2 separate regions of the Mus musculus genome follow, and region 2 is linked to region 1. Evidence: chromatin contacts called from public HiChIP or PLAC-seq data. All regions are on one chromosome and are shown on one strand. Each heading gives the region's core, a stretch centred on a gene start, on an enhancer-like site or on the middle of the called end of the contact. The rest is flanking DNA. Distances are from core to core; before and after follow the strand shown.

Region 1 (3,768 bases), core at 682-3,181:
AGCAGGAATTTTGCTGGTTCCCTAGGCTTCACCGGCCACTTGGTAGAAGGGGCACAGTTCTGGGTTTGGCTGGGCTTCATGGTCACAGTCACTGTGTGTGACATTAGCTTTTATTTGTGCATCTGTACAGTGTCCTGCCTTGGGGGTTCGTGGTGGGTGGGCTTCAGTGTGCCATGTGTGGCCTGGACCTCTGCTTGGTCCCCTTGCTGCCAAGGCATGTGTAGGGCAGAGTCCAGAGTCACCCGGCCAACCTAGCGTCCTTTCCTCCACTCAGCACTGATTCAGCTCCGGTTGAGGCTGTCTACTGTAGAGTGGTACTTGGCTGCTTATTGCTTTGTTAATTTGGAATGGAAAGAAAAACGTTCCTAAGCAAGTGAAGTTTAAAATAGGAAAGAAGTTCCTATATCACAGGGACCCTAGGCCGACTCGGTCTCACCTGGAGTTGATTTGCAGTCAGGGGTTGGTTGGACAGCATCCCCTGTGTGACCCTGAGGAACGAGTGTCCTTCATCCTGATACTCTGACTTTTAGAACATCCCTAAGTGCCTGTTTGAAACATTTAGTTTTGTTTGCTTGTTAGAGGACTCCGCCAAGGAGTTCCCAGGGCAGGAAATCGACAGTTTAGGTGAAAAGGTAGAAAAGACGAAATCCTTTACATCCTCATGGAAGGAGTCTGGCCTGAACGAGTGACATTCTTTGCAGTCCCTGGTCCACTGTTTCCTTAGCTTCCACAGTGCAGCATCCTGTGTCCTTGGGACCGTTTGCTCAGGCGATGCCACACGAGCTGACCCTCCCTTACTGTCTTCACCTACTTGCTGTCTGCTCTTTAGCGTGGAGAGAAGGGCAGCTTCCAAGGTGCACACCAGAGCTCTGACTTAGACTCTCCCCGGTGCACACTGTCCTTCAGTTAAAGCCACCTTTCCCCCCTTCCCTTCAACACCGGATCAGCCCAGCCCTCCCCTGTCTTTGCTGGCTGACCCTCTGGACAGTGGGGGAGGGGCAGCTGCTGACACCCCCACCCCCCACCCTGAGTGGAGGAAAGGTGGAGCCGGCTTCCTCCGGGCTTTCAGCTTCCTGTGCACACCGCTGTAGGAGGAAAAGGAGAGGGAGGGTGGGTGAGAGAGACCTCTGCCTAGAAGAGCCTCCCCCTGCAAAGAGACAGTGAAAATTACAGACAAACACTAATAAAAACAAAAATACAGACAGCCACCCTTCCCGGGGCAGCTGCAGGGCAGCCTGTGTTTATAAATTGGCCAATTGTGTGACGTTAGGAACCAACTATTAATTTTGGCAGTGTGTGTGTGTGTGTGTGCGTGCATGTATGACAATATTTCTGTCTATGAATATGTGTGCCTGTTGTGTGCATATGTATTTGTGTGTGTCCATGCGTGCGTACTTGTGAGTGTGAGTGTGTGTGCGTGTTTTCACAGACCTCAGAGCTGTGGTTTGCTGTCTCTGGCAGCTCATTTCTGCTCTCTGTACGAGCAGCTGGCTATTAGCCTTGCCTAGCTGGTGCCTCTGTTTATTTTGGGGGGCAGTCGGCACATGAAAGTGGAACTCAGTTTTACTGGTAAAGTGCTCAGTTGTCTTATGATTATTTTTGTTTCCAAGGCTATTTATTTTTTATACATGAACGGCCACTTAACAGCCCCAGACTTCACTTTTTTTCTTCTCTGATTCAGCCAACCAGACTCTGAAGAAGGCTTTTGAAATGTTTGTAATTCTTATATAGTTTTTCTTCACGGAAAAAGAGAAGTGTGTGTGTGTGTGTGTGTGTGTGTGTGTCTATTCCAGACCTCCCCAGATGAAGGGCAAACTCTGTTAGTTAGCATTTTGGCATGCTTCCATATATGGGCACTTCTTTATTAGGTCTCCCAGGCTGGCCTGAAACTTGCTGAGTAGCCAAGGATAACACAGAACCTGACCCTCTCCTGGCTGTGCTCTGAGTGCTGGGATTGAAGGCGTGACCACCACATCCTGTTTATGGGTTTCCAGGGATTGAACCCAGGACTCTCTGCAGGACTTCCTGCATGCTAGGCAGGCACCCTGTCCACTGTGCTGGCTCCCCCTCCCCTTCCCCCCTCCCTTGTGTTTGTACTTGGTAGAACAGTAGAATGTCTGGCTTTTCTTTTCATGCAGAGACTCTTCCATGAGCTATATTGTACTTCAAAGGACATGATCCTAGTCCCATGGTCCTCCTCAGCTCCCAGTACTTGAAACGGTTTTCCAATTTTCTTTTTTGTTTTCTTTTTTTAAGATTTATTTACTTTATGCATGTGAGCACACTGTAGCTGTCTTCAGACACACCAGAAGAGGGCATCAGATCTCATTACAGATGGTTGTGAGCCACCATGTGGTTGCTAGGAATTGAACTCAGGACCTCTGTAAGAGCAGTCGGTGCTCTTAACCGCTGAGCCATCTCTCCAGCTCAGGTTTTCCAATTTTCGAATGAACTCTTTGGTCATGGCTAGGTAGGAATTCTCTATTTGCCAAGTATAGCATCATCGCCCACTCCGATTACCACACACTTAAATTAACTGAGTGCTTCTCTGGCAAAGTAACCCGGCCTCCACCGCTTAGCGTGTTCTCCGTCAGAGTGTGAAGGGTATGAGGTAGTGCCTGGGCAGTAACTGTGACAAGATTGAGCAGGCAGAGCTCCCCAGCCCGCCCTGGAGTTGGGTGGGGGTGGCTACCTCGGCTTGAGAGGTTGTAGAAGAAAAGCTTTTAGGAAGAAGACAGAATAAGGCTGAGGAATGGAGACACCTCCTACCTTAGTGTGGAATGGAGATGTCCTTATTCTGAGTCCTTGCTGTAGGCGGTGCCAGAGCTCTCTAAGGCAGTAAGTGGTGGGCTAGCTCACTCGGCTGGGTTCACTAGACACTCATGAGTCTCTCTGTGAACAGCTATCTCTCCTGTCATCCCACCCTCCTGGTCCAGCCAGCCTGTGTTCTGACACACTCTGGGTAGCCTATACCTCTGGATCCTTCCTGCTTTCTCCTCCCACAGAGCAGGAGGCAGGAAGAACAACAGGGAGCTCCCACTGCAGGGCTGGCTCCTGGGTTTTCTTGGCTCTCAGAGTGTGCAATCCGACCCTGTTGGCAAGGAGAAGATAATTCCTAGGGCTGCAAAGCCATTTTTGGAGACACCAAGGCACAGCGGCTTGCAGGCATCCTCCGTGGCCCTCGTTCTGGGGACGGCGGTGTCCTTCTGAGATACGGGCCATCAAGGGATTGCAAGCACCTTCATTGTGTCTTGCTCTTGGCAGAAGGAGTCAGTATTATTCGAGCCATGCCTTTTAAGGGCTAGGAACCAGCTTATCAAAAGAGCCATCTTGGAGGCGGTGAGGGGTACTCCAAGGGGAACGTTCTGACAAGGGATGGCTGGACTGGATCAATGGGAACTAGTGATAGAAACAGTTTAACCTAAACCTCCTGTGGGCTTTTCAGACTGTCACATTTGTGTAAAAGCAAGCTGGTACGGTGGTAAGTCTTAGGATCTGCTAGGCCCTGGGTTCACCTGTAGCGTGACTCATTCCTTTTGGTGCTGTGGACCTGGGGTGTATGAGATCAAGCAAGCACTAAGATGCTTAGGTTAGCGTGTTAGCGAGGCTGCACAGGGGAGGAATCAGAGCTATGTAAATCCAAGCCATAGTGGTGTTCAGTGTGACCTCTTGGACACCATCTTCCTGACGTTCTGGCATTTATAGTTTTGTTCCCTGAAAACTCAGAGTCTATGCTGGAGTAAACCTCCTTTTCTATGGCGGTAACTT
Region 2 (3,970 bases), core at 806-3,305, 110 kb before region 1:
GGGTATTTCTGTTTGTTTGTTTGGGGTTTTTTATGCAACAGTTTTATATATCACTCAAACTCTCTACACAGCTGAGGTTGACTCGAATATATATTTATATCTATTCTGACCCTCCTCTGGGATTACATACATACACTACCATACCCAGTTTATGCAGGGATGGGGACTGAGCCCAGGGCGGGCTCTTCCTACAGAGCCACATCCTCAGTTGAATGATCTTGAGGTTCCTGTTCAGTTTATCAACTCTTTCCTTGTAAGCTTGTAGTTTGGGGAGTGGCAGTGTAGCTCTGTGGTGGTACACTTGCCTAGCATTCAATTTTCAGTTCACGCACACGCACACACCGCACTCACAAGAGTGAATGAAGAAGGACAGAGATGGCTCAGCAGGTAAAGGCGTTCTCTGCCAAGCCTGAAGATCTGTATCCACCCTCACACCCGCCTGGTGGAAGGAGAGAGCTGATGCCTGCAAGTCATGCTCTGAGCTCCAGGCGATCAGTCAAGGCCCCCGCCCCGCCACACACACACACACACACACACACACACTCACACACACACACACACACACACACACACACACACACACACACACACACACACAGAGAGAGAGAGAGAGAGAGAATGTAATAAAAATAAAGATCTTAAAACAAAGAAAGATAGCAATGCTGTCTTGTGAATCTTTGCCTAGAGGAACACAGTGGATACAATGAATCTATATATTTATATATAGAGAGAAAGTTTATTAGCGTGGCTTACAGCTAGTCTGCCTACAGAAAGTCCAGGTATCCAGGAGCTGCTCCATCCATGAGGCTGGATGTCTCAGCTGGTCCTCAGTGGACATCTGACTCACAGCGAAGTAGGCTGTAATGCCAGTGAAGGAATGCACTTGCCAGCAAGGGCGAGCCAGCCACGAGTGCAAGCTTGCTTCCTCTCTCTTCTCTGTCTAGGCTTCCAGTAGAAGGTGGGGCCCAGATTAAAGCTGGATCTTTCCACCCCAAAAGATCTGGGTTAGAAGTGGGTCTTTCTACACACAGATTGAATTAAGAAAAATATCCCTCACCAGTGATCCTAGCCGCTTGGGTTTTAGTTAATTCCAGATGTAGTCAAGTTGACAACCAATAGCCACTGCAGGTGTCCTCCATATATCCTCATGCTTACGTCTAGCTCCCTCACCATGGGACATTTTACACTTAGACCTGGGGAGTCTTATTTTGTTTTGCTTTGACATGATTTCTCTGTATAGCTTTGGCTGTCCTGAAACTCACTCTGTAGACCAGGCTGGCCTCAAACTCACAGAGAGCCACCTGCCTCTGCCTCCTGAGTGCTGGGATTAAAGGCATGTGTCACCAGCTAAGTTTAAGATTTTTTCCCCCCATCAAGTGCCACCACTAACACCCAGTTTAAGATCTCCCACCGCCCCCAGGATCCAGTTTTAATTATCACGTATTTGTGGTGTCAAGATTTTGTGAAATAATGTACAAAAGATATCAGAAATGCTGTCAGCTGGGCGGTGGTGGTGCACGCCTTTAATCCCAGCACTTGGGAAGCAAAGGCAGGTGGGTTTCTGAGTTCGAGGCCAGCCTGATCTACAGAGTGAGTTCCAGGACAGCCAGGGCTACACAGAGAAACCCTGTCTCGAAAAACAAAACAAAATGCTGACTGTCATGATACTTTCTTATGCTAGCTTAACTGTCCTTTGAGAGGTTCCACCCAGAAGCTGACTGAAATAGATGCAGAGACCCACAGCCAAACAGCCTGAGATTGGGGAGTCTTGTGGGAGAGTTGTGGGGAAGGACTGAGGGACCTGGAAGGGAAAGGAACTTAAGAAACCAACAGAGTCAACTAACCTCCCTGGAGGGCTTCCAGAGCATAGTCAGGCTGCACCAAGGCCCCCTGCACATATGCAGCAGATGTGCAGCTTGGTGTTCAGCAGGGCCCCAACAACTGGATCTGAGCTTTACCGTGTTTACTGTTGCCCGCCTGTGGATCCTGTCACCCTAGCTGGACTGTCTTGTCTGGCCTCAGCGGTAGATGATGTGTGAAGTCCTAGAGTGACTTGCAGTTTCAAGGAGTTTGACACCCAGAGGGGACCTCCCCTTTCTCAGAGGTGAAAGGGAGGGGAGGAGGGGGAAGGGCCATGTGAAGGGGGACTGGGAAGGAGGGGGACTGTGATTGGGATATAAAATGAATAGATAAGTTAATGGACAAAAAAATACCCGGTATCCTCCCCTGGCCTTGTAGGCTTGTGCAGGTACCAAAGAAAACAGATGGACAAACAGAAAACGAAATGTCTCAAGTCTAACTGCCGCGGACATACTCGCTGCCTTCATACTCTGCCAGTCATTCACAGATGTTTATTTTTATTGTCACCGAGAATAAAGGATCGTAATGCACTATCAGTCCTGATGTTCAAGCTTAAAGCTAAATAAAAATACTGTACGATTTATAAAATAATAATTACTTTTTAAAAAAGACAGAAAGAAATGCTGTCCCAGTGCCGACTACCGATGGCGAAAAGGACCAGCCCTTCTCTGCTGACCTGCCTTTCTGCGTTTGAAGTCAGTTGAGCAATGTGTGTGGACTGCCTTCTGTGTTCTCTGGTCTCCTCCGGGATGTGTTGTTGTTGTGGGGGTTGGTTGGTTGGTTTGGGTTTGTTGTTATGGCCGGCAACATGTAGCCCGGGCTGGTTCTGAATTCCACTGTGTAAGCTGAGCGTGGTCTTGAACTCATGACCCTTTCTCCTCAGCCTCCCGGGTGCTAGTTACAGGCTGGTGACAACATACTGCGTTTGAAGAGTGCTCTTTATGTTTTTACTGTGTTAAAGTGTATATAACGCAAGATTTGCCCTCCTTTTTAGAGACAGAGACGGAGAGAGAGTGTGTCTGTGTATCCCCGGCTGACCTCAGATGAAATCCTTCATTCTAAAGGCTGGAATTACACATTTTAACCATTTAAGATACAGGACTTGGTGACATGAATCACATTAACATGGTGGTGCTATTGTCAATTACTATTTTTCCCAGAATGAACGTTTTTGTGGTTTTTTTTAAACCACATTTTTGTTTTCTGGAAAGAACAAAAACAAAACTTTGGAATTTTAAGCGGGTATGGTGGCGCACGCCTTTAATCCCAGCACTTGGGAGGCAGAGGCAGGCAGATTTCTGAGTTCGAGGCCAACCTGGTCTACAAAGTGAGTTCCAGGACAGCCAGAGCTATACAGAGAAACCCTGTCTCGAAAAACCAAAACAAAAACAAAAAAACCTTTGGAATGTTGAATGCCACTCCCTAATTTTCTAGTTTTGTTTCGAAAGAAATTGTTGTGGCTGAAAAACAGCTTAGTGGTAGATAATTTGCCTAACACATGTAAGACCTACGTTCAGTTCCCAGAACCGCAAAAAAAATTAAGAAAGATAGACTACTGTCAGCTGCTGGTTTCTGGCGACTTGATGGTTCGCCTGCCCTCCACGCAGAGATGTGTTAAGGGCTCTCAGAGGTCCCCTAGAAGCATCACTCATCTCATAGAGGTGACAACCGAGGCCGGGGAGATCACGCTGCCGCTGAGTGACAGAGCCAGCTGAGAGAAAAAGAACTGCTATTTTTGTGCGGTTGGGGGATTTGACCAAATCCTGGCAGCGTCACTCTGCTGATCGGACTTCGGTAAAAATCCGCTTTCCTCACTTCAGAACACCAGAGAAGCGTCCTTGCGGGGGTGGGGGGTGGGGGGAGGGAAGAGTAACCAAGGGATAAAAGTGGTGGCCAGCAGAAGGCGGAGCTCAGGGGTAGAAAAGCACATTTCCCGGTAGGATTTCTCACCTACCCAGGCTGCGCTGCTCCGGGGATGCTGAGCCAGGACGCGCCCAGCGGCGCCCTCCTCTGGCGCGGATTGCAGACTGCGTCTGGGACTAAAACCCTGCACGCTTGAGCCTGGCTGGAGCTCCTTTAGGCAGCCTCTCCTCCCGTCTCAGTTCTTGAC

Evidence for each region. HiChIP or PLAC-seq counts read pairs in DNA pulled down with a chosen protein or histone mark.
Region 2: a contact with region 1 is called in an H3K27ac HiChIP or PLAC-seq map of the HPC-7 cell line, with 6 times the contacts expected there. The contact joins two enhancer-like sites. A contact is called at or near these places in 1 of 15 datasets of contacts at CTCF or cohesin (large pre-B cells), 5 of 484 Hi-C or Micro-C datasets (bone marrow-derived macrophages, effector CD8 T cells, embryonic stem cells and 1 more) and 8 of 115 datasets of contacts at active chromatin or transcription factors (the HPC-7 cell line, embryonic limb bud, embryonic stem cells and 4 more).

Annotation. Positions count from the first base shown.
Region 1 is chr10:121,427,459-121,431,226 of GRCm38.p6, reverse strand. The region is part of intron 1 of Rassf3 (Ras association (RalGDS/AF-6) domain family member 3); the gene reads left to right. Among named protein-coding and RNA genes, the nearest start is that of Rassf3, 47 kb to the left of the region's middle. Within about 2 kb of position 1,931, at least 137 of the 459 cell types and tissues checked have an H3K27ac peak or open chromatin away from gene starts, as enhancers often do. A contact at or near this core is called in the HPC-7 cell line, where this site is marked.
Region 2 is chr10:121,533,251-121,537,220 of GRCm38.p6, reverse strand. No RefSeq gene overlaps it. Among named protein-coding and RNA genes, the nearest start is that of Gm35696, 25 kb to the right of the region's middle. Within about 2 kb of position 2,055, at least 9 of the 459 cell types and tissues checked have an H3K27ac peak or open chromatin away from gene starts, as enhancers often do. A contact at or near this core is called in the HPC-7 cell line, where this site is marked.